Regions from separate parts of the Mus musculus genome. Here region 1 is linked to region 2. Evidence: chromatin contacts called from public Hi-C data. All regions are on one chromosome and are shown on one strand. Each heading gives the region's core, a stretch centred on a gene start, on an enhancer-like site or on the middle of the called end of the contact. The rest is flanking DNA. Distances are from core to core; before and after follow the strand shown.

What was found. Hi-C and Micro-C count contacts between places; a contact is called where the count stands out from the background.
Region 1: a contact with region 2 is called in a Hi-C map of cerebral cortex, with 1.9 times the contacts expected there. The contact joins two enhancer-like sites. A contact is called at or near these places in 1 of 15 datasets of contacts at CTCF or cohesin (CD8 T cells), 15 of 484 Hi-C or Micro-C datasets (Kupffer cells, Sertoli cells, bone marrow-derived macrophages and 10 more) and 6 of 115 datasets of contacts at active chromatin or transcription factors (CD8 T cells, bone marrow-derived dendritic cells, embryonic stem cells and 2 more).

Annotation. Positions count from the first base shown.
Region 1 is chr2:52,585,929-52,592,731 of GRCm38.p6, reverse strand. The region is part of intron 2 of Cacnb4 (calcium channel, voltage-dependent, beta 4 subunit); the gene reads left to right. Among named protein-coding and RNA genes, the nearest start is that of Cacnb4, 87 kb to the left of the region's middle. Within about 2 kb of position 2,146, at least 68 of the 459 cell types and tissues checked have an H3K27ac peak or open chromatin away from gene starts, as enhancers often do. A contact at or near this core is called in cerebral cortex, where this site is marked.
Region 2 is chr2:52,506,808-52,514,055 of GRCm38.p6, reverse strand. The region is part of intron 2 of Cacnb4 (calcium channel, voltage-dependent, beta 4 subunit); the gene reads left to right. Among named protein-coding and RNA genes, the nearest start is that of A430018G15Rik, 85 kb to the right of the region's middle. Within about 2 kb of position 3,740, at least 28 of the 459 cell types and tissues checked have an H3K27ac peak or open chromatin away from gene starts, as enhancers often do. A contact at or near this core is called in cerebral cortex, where this site is marked.

The sequences.
Region 1 (6,803 bases), core at 897-3,396, 80 kb before region 2:
ACTTAGGCAGAGCTCCACACCGGCTAGTGAGAGCCTGGGGAAGGATGGAGGATGGAGTGGTAGGTAAACTGCATGTCTGCCAGCAAGATGTTTGCAACTTAGAGAACAAAACGGGAGAAATAACCTAGACACAGAAGACTCAGTCTTGTGGGATTCGGTACATACGAGGTATTAAATGCAGAGACAGAAAGTAAAGTGGGATCACAGCTGTCTCGGGGAGGAGGGAATGGGGAGTTGGTGTTAGATGTGTACAGACTCAGTTTGTACAATGAGAAGATTTTGGAGGTGGATGGCAATGAAAGTTGCACAAAAAAAAAAAAAAAAAAAAAAAAAGCATGTCGTTAATACCACCGAACGGCACATTTAAAAAATTGTCAAAGTAGCAATATTTCTGGTGTGTGTATTCTACCACAATTGAAAACACTCTTTAAAAAGACACTGTGAGGGCTGGAGAAGTTAAGAGCACTGGCTGCTCTTCCAGAGGTCTCAGGTTCAACTCCCAGCACCCACATGGCAGCTTACAACTCTAACTCCAGTTGCAGGGGATCTGATGGTGCTTAACACAGACACAAAACAGTGCCCATAAACCAAAAATAAAAAATTGCTTAAAAGACTAGGTGTTAGAGTTGTCAGGAGAAAGATGAATGATGTCAGTAGAAGTTCAGACATGGAACTTGGGTAATGTGACAGGCACAACGTGCTTATAGACTCATTTCTAACAATGCTTTGAGGCAGCCACTTGTCATCTTGCTGTCCAGATGACAGGATCAAGAAGGGTCACAGAATGGGTTTGGAGGGCTGTTTTAGTCAGTGAAGTACTTGCTATTAATTCATCAGGACCTGAGTTAGATCTTCAGACCCAAAATGGAAAAGCCAGGCGTGGTGGCATGTCGCTGTAACCCCTGTGTGAGGGAGGTAGAGGCAGACAGAACCCTGAGGCTCCTTGGCCAGTCAGCCTAGTGTGAAGAGCTCTGGGCTAAATAAGAGACTCTGTTTCAAAAACCAAGTTGTCCAGCTCCTAGACACCACACCAAGACTGATCTCTGGTCCTTACATGCATTCTTTAGGGTCTCAACAGTGTCTTCCATGGTCGATAGTCAACATACATGGGAACAGTTTAAAGCAAGATGACGGGGCCCATGGGACTGTTGTGAATTGAGGAGAGCATGTCCCATTCAACCAAAATTCCAGGGACTTAGGCCACTGATAGGCTTGGGTAATATTGAAAGTTGGGAGGTCCTCAGATCCCTGATGATGTGCGTGCGGCCTGCGTCATGGGCATGCAAGACCATAAGACACATGGTGCATGTCTTCCTGGCTGTGTCAGTAGAGTAGGAATGAGTGCAGTTTCACCAAGTGCCGTAACTATGATGTTTGTAATACAGCAAGGATGGGTGGAGTAACTCCTGAGGGTAGGCAGTGTCCTGAGCACTCTGCTGTGGCCTCTAATGACCCATTCACTCATGGTTGTTATCTCTGTCGGCCACAGGGCAGAGCGGGCCAGGATGAGCACAGCAGAAACCCAGGGTGAACTGGTTGCACTTGTACTACTGTTAATTAACTCCAGCTTTCTGAAAGCTGCTGCTTTTGTTTCTTCATGGCACTGTACTACAAGAGCAATTTAAACAGGAACCGCTAGATGTCGCCACCCAGTGTTTCTTAAATGTGGCAGAAGCAAGGGACAGGGCAATTCTCCCTCTACCTTGAAGACAATGGAGCAAAAGCTCGATCATTTATGACTTCCTGTTGGAAAGTGTCACCCTGAGCAGCTACCACAGTGGACTATCTCCTTTCCACCCTTTGCCTTAGCTGACTGTTTGCTTGTGGGTTTTTTTTTTCTTTTTCTTTTTAATTTTACAAAAGGCAATGGGAACTGTCATTTCATACGTCAGCTTCTTCCCACACCAACTACAGGAGCTGCTGTAGGCAGGAGGGGAGGACAGAATTGACCACAGGGGCTTTGGTGGAGGTGGGGGTGGGGGGAAGGGAAGGAGTGAGGGAGGAGGGAAGGAGAGTAGGGGTAGGAAAGGCAGCTTGCTTCCTATTTAAATGCACTTATGAATTGCACCAGTGCTATAATTAGGCCCTTACTCCCAGCACTGGCAGGAGCGCAGCAAATATATGCTCAGCAGAGGCACAGTGGACCTTGTAAATTGTGTGAGACAGCAAGGAGCACCTGGGCAGGGAGGCGAGAGGGTCCTGCGCCTCTTGGTAGCAGAGGGTGATGGAGGGACACGTGCTGTTGGCTTTTTCAGAAGACAGGAGAGGGGAGGAGAAGCTTCATGCTGCCCTGGATAGAGGAAACTCACTCGTTTAGCACTGAGTTATCCAGTGTGCGGGCTCTGCTTCAAGTGCCCACAGAAGAGAATCACATTGAGCAAATCAGTCAAGTAAGGCTTCCCTCTTTCCCAGCTCCAGGCACTTTCTCTTCTGTGAACTTGCAGAGGATTCTCTAGCTCTAAATCCCATCAATACAGTGACAGATGACTTTTTTTTTTTAACTCAGTGCATCTAAGGCAGACAGTGAAGAGAACGTTCTTTAAAACAACGATATGTAACACAGACAAAGGTAGGCAGGGAGGTGGTGGGGGACCACGGGAAAACCTTGGAGCATTCATGGGAACTCATCTCTTAGCTTTTGGGCAGGAGGTTGAAGTACACAGGGTGAATTGGGAGCTGATTGAAAGGCAGGGCTGAAAAGGCTGCGAGAACGGCTGCACAGAGCTTTGGGAGACTCTGGAAAATCAAAAGAATGGTGCAGAGCAATGCTTTCAACTCAAGGAGGAAGAGGTCAGCCACAGACCAAACGCTGTGCTTTCTAGAGCCTTGCAGAAATGGTTTGTGATCAGGTAGAAGGCAATGCTTTGCCTCGGCAATAGAAGGAATTTGAAAAAAAATAATGTATTGTTTAACTATGTGTACCTTTGCGTGGGTCTCTGTGTGCACATACACATGGAGGGCAGAAGAGGGCAGCAGATTCGCTCTAGCTGGAGATAAAGTGGGTGTAAGGTGCCCAACAGATAGTGGGGACCAAACTTGGGTCCTCTGCACAAGGAACAAGTGTTCTTAACTGATAAGCCATGGCTCTTGCTCGAAGAATGGTTTATTACATTTTATTTATTTATTTGTTTGTTTGTCTATCTATCTACCTATTTATTTATTTATTTATTTATTTGATTTACAGTGTGTATGGGGGTAGGGTACATGCATGCCACAACATGCGGGTGAAGGTCAGAAAGCAGCTTGCAGGTGTCTCTTTTCTCCTTCCACTATTTTGGTCCCTGCAGCAAGTGCCTTTACTCCCTGTGCCATCTCACTAGCCTGACAGCACACATTTTGAAAATTTGGAACAACACTATTGAAGCTTTCCTTTGTGTTATTAATCCATACAGAGACTTTGTGTTAATCCACGAAATGCAAAGACTAAGCTCTCTCAAGTGGGAACACTGCTAACATTAGTCGTAACTTCTCCTCACTGGAGGGAATCAAAATTACTTCCATCTGCGTCCCGCGTCATCGCCAACACCACCTAGAAGGGAACTGGAATTCATATTCATTCATTCACACTCAGGACATTCAGATAGGAAGACTGCTGTGAATTTGAAGCCAGACTGAACTAATAGGGAGTTTCAGGGTAGGCCGGGCTACAGAATGAGAGTGTGCATCTCTGTCTCTCATACCATATAAAAACAATAGCAACACTAATAAGACCCTACTACACATTTGAGCCATGTATTATCTTATGGGATTCCATAAACAGAGGACCCCCAAAGAGATGGGAATTTCCCCAGGAATCTCATTCTGGGAGAAAAAAAAGGGTGCCAGCCCAGAGTGGGAAGTTGTCTGCTGGGAAGAGATTTTACACAGCTTTAATAACCTTTCAGACCATCTTACAGGATGAGACAGAAGCCCAGACAATGAAGAGCTGACATTTGGCAGGACCACACCTTGACCAGGACTGCCTGAAGACACAGATTGACTTGGGGGTGGGGAGGTCACTGGATTGTTTTGTTCCTGTATGTTTGATAGACGGTAGGAAGATGAGCACCCCAAGACCCAGCACCTAGGGGTTCAATAACTTGTCCAAGGTGATAATATTCTAGTAGGATATGTTGCATATTTGACCTCATATGGATTCTAACTAAAATGAATAGATTCCATTAATAACGACTTTGTTTGGAGGAAGTACCTTCTGAGTCTTTCTGTGCAGACTCTAGGGCGTGGCACTCTGCTACCTCAGAGCTGATGTATGTGCAGACAGACAGCCCAGCAATACATCTCCTATCAGTGTCAGTGCCATATAATGTGTGTGGCACTTAAAAAATCCTTAAAATAATATATTCCTAAGTCATTGAAAGAGTACCAACATAAATGTTTAAAGCAAGCAGAAAAGGGGGTGAGGGAGAAACTCATCTTGCAACTGTTTTTTTTGTTTTGTTTTGTTTTGTTTTGTTTTGTTTTTGTTTTTCAAGACCGATTCTCTGTGTAGCCCTGGCTGTCCTGGAACTCACTCTGTAGATCAGGCTGGCCTCGAACTCAGAAATCCACCTTCCTCTGCCTCTGCCTCTGCCTCCCAAGTGCTGGAATTAAAGGCGTGTACCACTACTGCCCGGCTTAAAACAAACAAACAAACAAACAAACAAACAAACAAACAAACCAACCGTGTAGCCCAGGCTTGTCTCGTGATCCTCCTGCCTCTGCCTCCTTCAGCAAATCCTACTGGTGTGCACCACTACCTGCAGGACTGTGTTTAGGAAGGTGTGTGGTGCCAGGAGTTCCAGCGTTCATGTGCCTCCTTCAGGCCTTTCCTAAGCCACTGAAGGGTGGTCTGCAGCTTCTTCTGTGGCCTTACACTGAGTGTGTGAGTGTGTGTGTGTGTGTGTGTGTGTGTGTGTGTGTGTGTAACTTTTGGGAATCCTGAGCCCTTTCAGGTCATTCTCTGGTAGGATAACTGACAGCATTTTCTTCCCTCCCCCACCCTCCCTCCTTGCCATTTCTGTGTTTGGAATAACATCTGCTATGCAGCAAGCCACAAGGTTTACCCATTGCCATCCTTTGATCTCACTATGTATCTAGGATAGCTTTGAACTCATGGGAAACAAAGTATCCTACTGCCTCCGCCTCCTGTGGAGCTGAGACTATAGGCCTGCACCACTGCACTTGGCTAGAAACAAAATTTTTGAAGACAATTAAACATCACATGTCCCTGGTATTTTGTCATAGTTTCGCCCTCTACCCACTGCTGCCTTGCTACTTCCTGGTTCTCCATAGCCCCTGGGCTCCCTCTTGCTTGAATCACAGCCTGCTGGAAGCTCCTTCCTCCCAGAGCACTTCTTACTCCAGGATTCATGTTTTCAAAAACTAGATGGACTCTGCCTTGATTAAGGGGGCTTTTGCTCATGCCTCAGCTCCCAGCAGACAGAGGATCCCAAAGAAATGGAATTTTCCCCAGTAATCTCATACCTGGGGAAGGAAAGAATGTTAGCTCAGAGGGGCATCTTGTCTCCAGGGAAGAGATTTTACACAGCTCCAACAACTTTTCAGACCATCTTATAGGATGTGACTATAAGTCTTTGGCAGGACCACACCTTGACCAGGATTGGTTAGATGTGTGTACCCTTGGTCCCTGTTTAAACTTTGATATCACTGAAGTCCTGAAGACAAAGAAGGACTTAGGGGGTTCACTGGCTCACTTTGTCCCTTTTTCCATTGAATAAAGCTTTTTTTCTGCTTTTTTACTTTTAAGTTGGCTCTTTTTATTGGCACCTTGAGGTCAGTGGTCAGAGCTGATTTGGGGCACAGGTTGTGACGCCGCCGCCCCCCCCCCAAGTCTGCTAACACTATCTCCTTCCACCTCCCCTGTGCAAGGTTTCCCGGACCAGGCAGACTGTCCAGAGGCTGGCCACAATGGCGATGTAGGCCATGCTCTGAATGCAGCCTCCTGGGCTTGGGTCTGGATGGCTGTTAATTACTGTACCCTTTGGCAGGTCAGCCAATAATGTGTAAACTGCACGTTCTGCTGGTGCTTTCAAGGTAGGTTGTGGAGATGGTTCGGTGCTTAGAGTAATACTTGCGATTCCGTAAGCATGAGGAAGCCTTAGCTGCCTCAGTAACAGCTGCAGGTGAGAGCCTCCATGAAGAGCCACTGGCTCGGTCACTGTGGAATGGGCGGGTCTGTGCTCGTATGGCACCTGGTTGTATTTCTGTTCACCCTGTGCCTGGATCTCATGGGAGGGATTCCTACTCACCTCCACAAGTCTCTATACCAGGGCTGAGGGCCCAGACTTGAAAGTGATGCAGAGTACCTCTGCTGAGAATAGGTGGCTGTCTTAGTTAGGGTTTTACTGCTGTGAACAGACACCATGACCAAGGCAAGTCTTATAAAAAGCAACATTTAATTGGGGCTGGCTTACAGGTTCAGAGGTTCAGTCCATTATCATCAAGGTGGGAGCATGGCAGCATCCAGGCAGACATGGCGCAGGAGGAGCTGAGAGTTCTGTATCTTCATCCAAAGGCTGCTAGTGGAAGACTGACTTCCAGGCAACTAGAGTGAGGATCTTATACCCACACCCACAGTGACACACCCATTCCAACCAGGTTACACCTATTCCAACAAGGCCACTCCTTCAGATGGTGCCACTCCCTGGTCCAAGGATATACAAACCATCACAGTGGCCGAGTGGACATGGGGAGGTGGATAGGGAGATCACCAGGTGAGGTGACTAGGTCAACAGCAATACTAAGAATGATGTACACTGTAATGGTTTTAATTCTTGGGTGGCATTTACGCTTGTCGAGAGCAA
Region 2 (7,248 bases), core at 2,491-4,990:
CATACTAAGTTCTGGGAATTATATTATCAGGCTGAGGCCCAGACACCGAGGCTTCTATATTTCCTTGGGTACCGTACTTATTGGGAGAGGTTACAATTATGAAGTGCTACCCCTTGGGGTGCTTAGAATGCAGAAGTTTATTGTTTCAATGTTCTGGAGACTGGGAATCTGACATCAAAGCACTGGCAGGGACATGCTTCCCCCACAACCAGAAAGGGAAGGACCCGTGCTGGTTAGTTTTTCTGGTTGACCGACAGTCGAGGGTTATCTGGGAAGAGGGAACCTCCATTGAGGAAGAGCTTTCGTCGGACAGGCAAGTCTGTCTGGCATTTTCTGGATTTCTGATTGGTGTGGGAGGATGCAGCTCCTTCAGGATGGTGCTACTGTGTCTGGCCTGAGATAGATAAGAAAGCTGGGAGAACTAGGGGAACCAAGTCAGTAAGCAGCATTCCTCCACGGTCTCTGCTTCAGTCCTGCATTAGATTCCCCCTGATGATGCACAGAAACCTGTAAGGAAAAAAAAAAAAAAGATCCTGTTCTCCCAAGTTGCTCTCAGACATGATGTTTATTACAGACAAAGAAATCTGGCTACGGGAGGACCCTTCCTTCCTTCAGCTATGGGTAGCTTGGATCTTGCTTGGTTTGTGGTGGCATGATCGCTTTCCTCTGGTATATCTTTATTTCCCTGTTCCCTGATTCTATAGGTGTGTGCGGAGATCAGAACAGGGAACTCAAGTGTCTTCCTGTGTTGCTCTCAGAGTTATTGCCTCAATACGGGATTAAACAGAAGTCTTGCTGTTGTTGGTTTGGCAGCCTGGGCAGTGAGATTTTGGGAGCTGCCTTCTCTGTCCCACAGAATTAGGGCTGTAGGCAAGCACAGCCATGCCTGGCTTTTTGTGTGGGTGTTGAGGGTTTGAAATCAAGTACTCGTGCTTGCAGAGCAAGCACACTTACACACTGAGGAATCTCCCCAGTCCCAAACTTCTCCTTTTCATAAGGTCACTAGCAAAAGGCCAGAGTGCTTCCCTTTTTGTGTGTGTGTGAAGTTGGAGTTTATTAAGGAAAGGTTTAGTGTGGAAATAACCTTGGGTTTTTAAAGGGAAGCTTAGGAAAAGGACACCAGTATATGCCAAGGGTGAGTGTGAGCTTAAAACTTAGCTTGACTTACCTCTTAAAGGACCAGACTTCCAAATGTCCAGTTCTGAGGAGCTGGGCTTAGATTTTCAGCCTGCTTTGACACACTTTATCATTAAAGGCAAAGTCCCTTCACTGTGGTGGCATTTACAGACTGCTCTTAGTTGGATCTTTCCAAATTTTGGAGTCACCTATTATCTGTGGCCATCTAATTTGGTGAAGACTTGCTGTGTCAGTACAGGTGATGAGTCCTTGCTTAGTAGCTCATAGCTCATTTGATCATCTTCTTAAAATACCCTCCCTGCTACATTAGAAGTGTTTTAGTTGCAGAGGTAATTTGTTCTTACTCTAACAACTAAATACAAAAGCACAATAAATAAAATAAAATAAAATAAAATAAAATAAAATAAAATAAAATTCTCCCCTGCTCTCTGCCATTGTCTCCTCCTAATACCAAAGTAGTATTTCCAGCCTGGTGTCAGCCTCTCCTCTGTTCTTCCCTGCTCAGTCATGTGTGAATACGCCTGTCATCTTGGGTTGTTTATCCCCACAGAAATAAGATCCTGCCTGCCAGGTACTTTTCCTGGTCCCAGGTCATGCAAGGAAAGCTGTTTCTTTTTGAGAGTCACCAAAGATGTGGGTGGCCCCACAAGGTGTCGATGCTTCCCTCGATGGTGGAAATTCAGATCACCACTGCCTCCCCCCCCCCCCCCCATTTTGAGCTATAGGGATCGATGATGAATGGAGGTAAGGGGCCTCTCTTTGTTTTCTCACTGTGCAACTCCGACATGCACTGTTTATACAGACAACAGCAGCAAGGACGACATGTCAGCTCCTAACACAAACACGAATGTCTGAGAGGGCGTCGGAGTGTGGCAATGAGCTGGCCCACTCACTACTGCTCTAATGCCATTTGCCTGCCTCGGGAAAGCACGACAAGACTGCCAGGGACCGAGAGGGAGCTTCAAAATGAGGTTGGAAGCATCTCTGAGCCCTTAACTTAATGATGCCTGAGTCTCGCTAATTTGCCGTTGCATTGTTCCTTTTGTGAGCTGAGAATAAGCCTTCGTATGTCACGCATTCCAAATGCAATTCCCAATTAGACTGGACAAGCAGGCTCTTCAGTAAGAAAAAAAAATAATTAGAGCCGACTAAAGATAACCTGCCTTTTATAGGTAAGTTTAAAGTCATGCCACCCTCCACTTTAGGGTAATTTCAGGGCTTATTTTGTGTATAGGAACATCAGGAATAGGTACCAGATATTGTGTTCTAACCACTGGTTAGCATCACTCAGACAAACTGGTTCTATTTTCATGATCAATAGCCAGCTAGTGTGCTGCAATGACCTGGGATAACCTGTGAGCACACAGGCAGGACATGAGCTTATAGGTGTATATATTTTAACTGACAAGGAATGGAATGTGACTGGAATTGGAGAGACGGAAGCAGGGCTTGCTTGGATACAACACTGCCATGTTTGGGTTTCTTACTCTTCAGAAGCTTGTGACAGAAACTAGTAACCATCGAATATTTGATATTTTGCAGAATATTATATATAGTATAATACTATGTATTTTATGTAACAAACTATAATGTAAATCATAGGGATACATGTAAAGGCAGGTATATAGATGTTGGTAGATGCATATATTTCAAAATGGAGGCTGGGCAGACACACAGTGAATGATAAATGCTGCCATGGTTGGTTGGTATCAGAATTAAAAAGTTAAGATAGATTCCTATTCATTAATCATCTAAAATTTTCATATAGATTGAAGATCTAAATGAAAATAAAATTAAGACAAAAGTCATGCCATAATAAATTGTTTGTATAACTCCCAAGACATAATCACTGAGGGAAGTCAGGGCAGTAACATAAGGCAAGAACTCACAGGCAGGAGCCAAAGCAGTAGCCGTGTGGAATGTTGCTTACTGGCTTGCTCTCCCTAGACTGCTCAACTAACTCTCCTATACATTCTGGTACATCTGCCTAGGAACAGCACCTCTTATGGTATTCTGGGCCATCCTACATCAAATAGTAGTCAAGAAAATGCTCCCATAGGCGTGCTTACAGGCCAATATGATGGAGGCCAGTCCTCTGTTGAGGCTCCCTCTTCCCAGTGTGTCAAGTTAACACCTGAGATCAGCCATCACAATGCAGGTTTAAAGTTCCCATCCAGAAATTGACAGTCAGTAAGAATAAGCTGTTTAAAGCTTAGACGACATGTGAATGTTGTTTGGTTGTATTTCTCTATGTATAGGCAGTTGTCCATACTCCCAAATCCAGGCAGCCTAGAATGAAGCTTTCCTGTCATGCTGAACACCAGACCCCAAGACCTCATCCCGTTTCTCTGTGATGCTCACCGCACACGGCCATGCCGACTCTCTCTTGGGTTCTCAGTCTCTTCTCTCCCACTTCCTCCTCCCTACCCCATGATCTTTCGATGTGTGTGACAATGCCCTCTTCTTCGTGTTTGACAAGAAAGAAGTAGGGCAGGGAGCCACAGATGGAGAGAATGAACCAGATTGGTCACGTTCACCTCTGCTGTATGGATAGGACAATGGTGCCATTCTCCTGTGTCACCTTCCCTCACACAGTCTTGGTTGTCTGCATCGCTCCACCCACTTAGCACCCACAGCTGGATGGGAGCAGAGCAAGACAATCACGCTGATTCACCTCTGATCCATCATCGTTAAAGGCAGCCCCTGGTGCTGCGCCTCAGCTCTGCCGCCTGACCCCAGTCCTGCCTCCTCTTCCATTCCACCCATATCCTCTGCTCTTCCATCGAGCCCTGGCATCTCCCCCCTCCTCCCCTCTACTGATGACCTTGTAGCTCTTTTTAATTAAAAGACAGAAACAATGAGAGAAGAATCCTGATGCAGCCCATCCGCGAATCTTCCCTACCCGCCTCCGCCTTCCTCCGCTGGCTTCGAGAATGACTGTGCACCTGTCTTTGCCCAACCCCAGCCTCTTGTGCGTTCGATTGATCTCCTGCCTACTCAGGGCCTAGCTTCAGCAGTTCTCCTTGTTCTTATGCTGCCAGTCTCCCCCATCTCTACTGAATCACTCTCATTTGCAATACAGATGTCCTCTGGTCCTCCCATATTAGAACATCCTGGGTGGGCGCGCTCCCTCCTCCCCTTGCCCATCTCTCCCTTCCGTCTCAGCAGGTGTTCTTCGCTCGTTTGTGCCGGGACTCTGTTAATGGTCTAGTGAAGCCTATGGACTCCTTCTCAGGACAATGTCTTTCAATGTTTCAAATAGGAACATAGGGCTACAGAAGGAACACATGATATAATTATCACTAATAATAATATTTTATCTGGCAGGATAGGCTAACATTTTCCTTATTAATATGCTAATGCATTTAATATAAAAGCAAGCTAAAATTTTTAATTTTTAATTTTTTTTACCTTTATTTTTTGTGCATTGGTGTTTTGCCTGCATGTATATCTAGGTGACTGTCAGATCTTAGAGACACAGACAGTTGTGAGCTGCCATGTGGGTACTGGGATTTGAACCCTGGTCCCCTGAAAGAGCAGTCAGTGCCCTTAACTGTGGAGCCATCTCTCCAGCCCCCTACATTTTAATTTTTAAGTAAAAACAAAACATACCACTACAAAGTTCTCTGTAGTTATAACCTTTACACTTCCTGTGCTCCAAAAGTCTATGCAGTGTTATAAGGGTTACAACTTCCCATTGGATCTATTAAGTTTAAACAATGAAAATGGCTTGCCTGTGATAACATTGGTGAACAAGGTATTATGTATAGAAAAGGAATGGAGCACTCTAGATTTCTCCCATAGAATGATGCAGCTGGGTTGAATATTCCTGAGTCACTCTCATGATCACTTGAAATCTAGTCCCACGTATAAAAACACCTTGGCGACAGTTGTGAGCATGGTGTCTTAAGGTTTCTGCAGCTGTCCCTATGAGATGTGAAATACATTTTCCATAAACTGAGAAGTAACAGACTACTGATACTACATTAATGATGGATGGAAATGGAGACGCACTATAGAGTCAAAATAAAGTTTCAGGGTTGTGCCGTCTAAGTTGGTAGATTCCTTGTGTTTATCCCCGGGTTCTTCAGGGTCCCTCATTTAAGGACCCTGCTCCTCATAACAGCCCTCCCTCTAAAAAGCTCTCTGTTCCCTGCCTTCTGCATCTCCTTTGTTCTGTGGAACTCTCTTCACTCAGGATTTTGTCCTCATAATCCTTTAAGAGTAAGGTCTGGGTAAGTCCTTGTGAGTGACTTTTGTATTGCTATAGCCAATGAGGTTGCCTGTCTTATCCATGGGACTTCAAAGAACTGATCGTTCTTTTCTTTAGAATTAGTTTTCCCTCTTGGGTATAGTCTTTGCACAAGGACATATTTTATATATTTTATATTGAGTGTATTCTTTTTCATTAGGAATTAATTAGCATATTCCATGTTGGGTTTCATTACAATATTTTCTTTCCTTTTTTTTTTTTTTTTTTTTTTTGAGACAGGGTTTCTCTGTATACTCCTGTCTGTCCTGGACTCATTATGTAGACTAGGCTGGCCTCTATTGATTAGCCTCATCCTCCTGTCCCACCCTGTCCCCTTCTACTGGCCCCCCACCCCTCATGGGCCTTCCATTTTCATCTTACCTGTCCTACTGCCCCCTCTCCTCTCCCTAAGGCCTTTTGTCTCATCTTGAGGTTTTCTTCTAGTTTGTAGCCTCTCCCATACTCCCCTCACTCATATGAGTCCATGCAAACATAACCTAGGATCTGAGCATGAGGGACTCAGGCCTGTTGTTTTGGGTACATCCTCCCTTGGGCTTCTCTCTGGCCTTTAAGGTTCTCAGATACTTAATGCTGCCGCCTTCTCTTCTGACATAGAAATCATGGTCTGAGCCAGGACTCAGTCCTTCCATTTATTCATTCTCTCTCTCCCTCTCCCCCCCCCCCCGCCCATCCTTTTATTTATCTCTCCACAGTTATAACATCAGCCTGGACCAGGCTCCTGAGATTCAGCTGCCCATTCACTATCCCCACATTTCTAATGGTTGCCCATTAGAAAAACCAGTTGGCCATGGGAATTTCCGCTCCCAGTGTTCTCAAACCTGCTTTTCTTTTGGCTTCTCCTCACTCAGTTAATTTCAGCTCTATTTCCTGAGAATTTAGGCTAAACTCCTCACTGTGATGTTAACCCCATCAGCATGCTTGTCCATTCTAACATCAGAGTATGTCTTGGAGTTAACCATTTTCTCACCTCAGTCCTGTCCAGTCCACTCATATGATCCCCTAAGGAACCTCCTCCCTCTCGCCCACTTATCCTATTATTACGTTTCGAAGTTTAGTAATCTTAGAAGCAACTCATTTAATTCTGCTTCTTTGGATTCAAATGCAGCGTGCGCGGTGCCTCATGATATTCAAAGCCCTCCAGCACTGCTAATGGATGTGACTCCGTAGTAACGAGTGTTTCCTGTGAGTGACTTGTGGAGTTCATTCAGTAGCAAAATCTCGAATATAATAAGATTTTAAATGATGCTCTGCAGGTTTGAGGCACGGCATCTCGATTTTAGGAGCTTATTGTTAAAGAATACTCAGAAGTTGTTTCAAATATTCAAGTGAAATCATGACCCACATTCCTCAACATTAAGGGACTGCTGCTTCTGTCACGTGATCGCCAGACACGTGAAATGTGTTAGCTCACAGCACCTTCTTCTATGGTTCTCTCTCTTCTACAAATCCACAAATGAGAAAAATGCCTCTGATGGCGTCAGAGTACAGGTAATGTTTAAGCAATTAATTGGGACTCTTGTTCAATCAGAACTGTTAGATGGTAGTAGGAGCCATGGACTCCACTGGCCACTGGAGCGCAAGTAAAGGCAGGGGACTCCAGGAGAGCTAGATGAGTGGAGGCAGAGGCACGGTAACATGGAGGGTGGAACCTTTGTGAATGCATCTACAGGCTCCACCTTGAAGCTCTTGCTTACCATGTCTAAGGGGCTCAGCCATACCACAGCCAACTCCCTAAATAGTGCTGGCTTAAGACTACCAAAGGGTGAAACATACAGATATCATACAGACTGTAAAAACTTTGCTGGAAAAATGTCCATATGGCACATTCCATAAAGTGG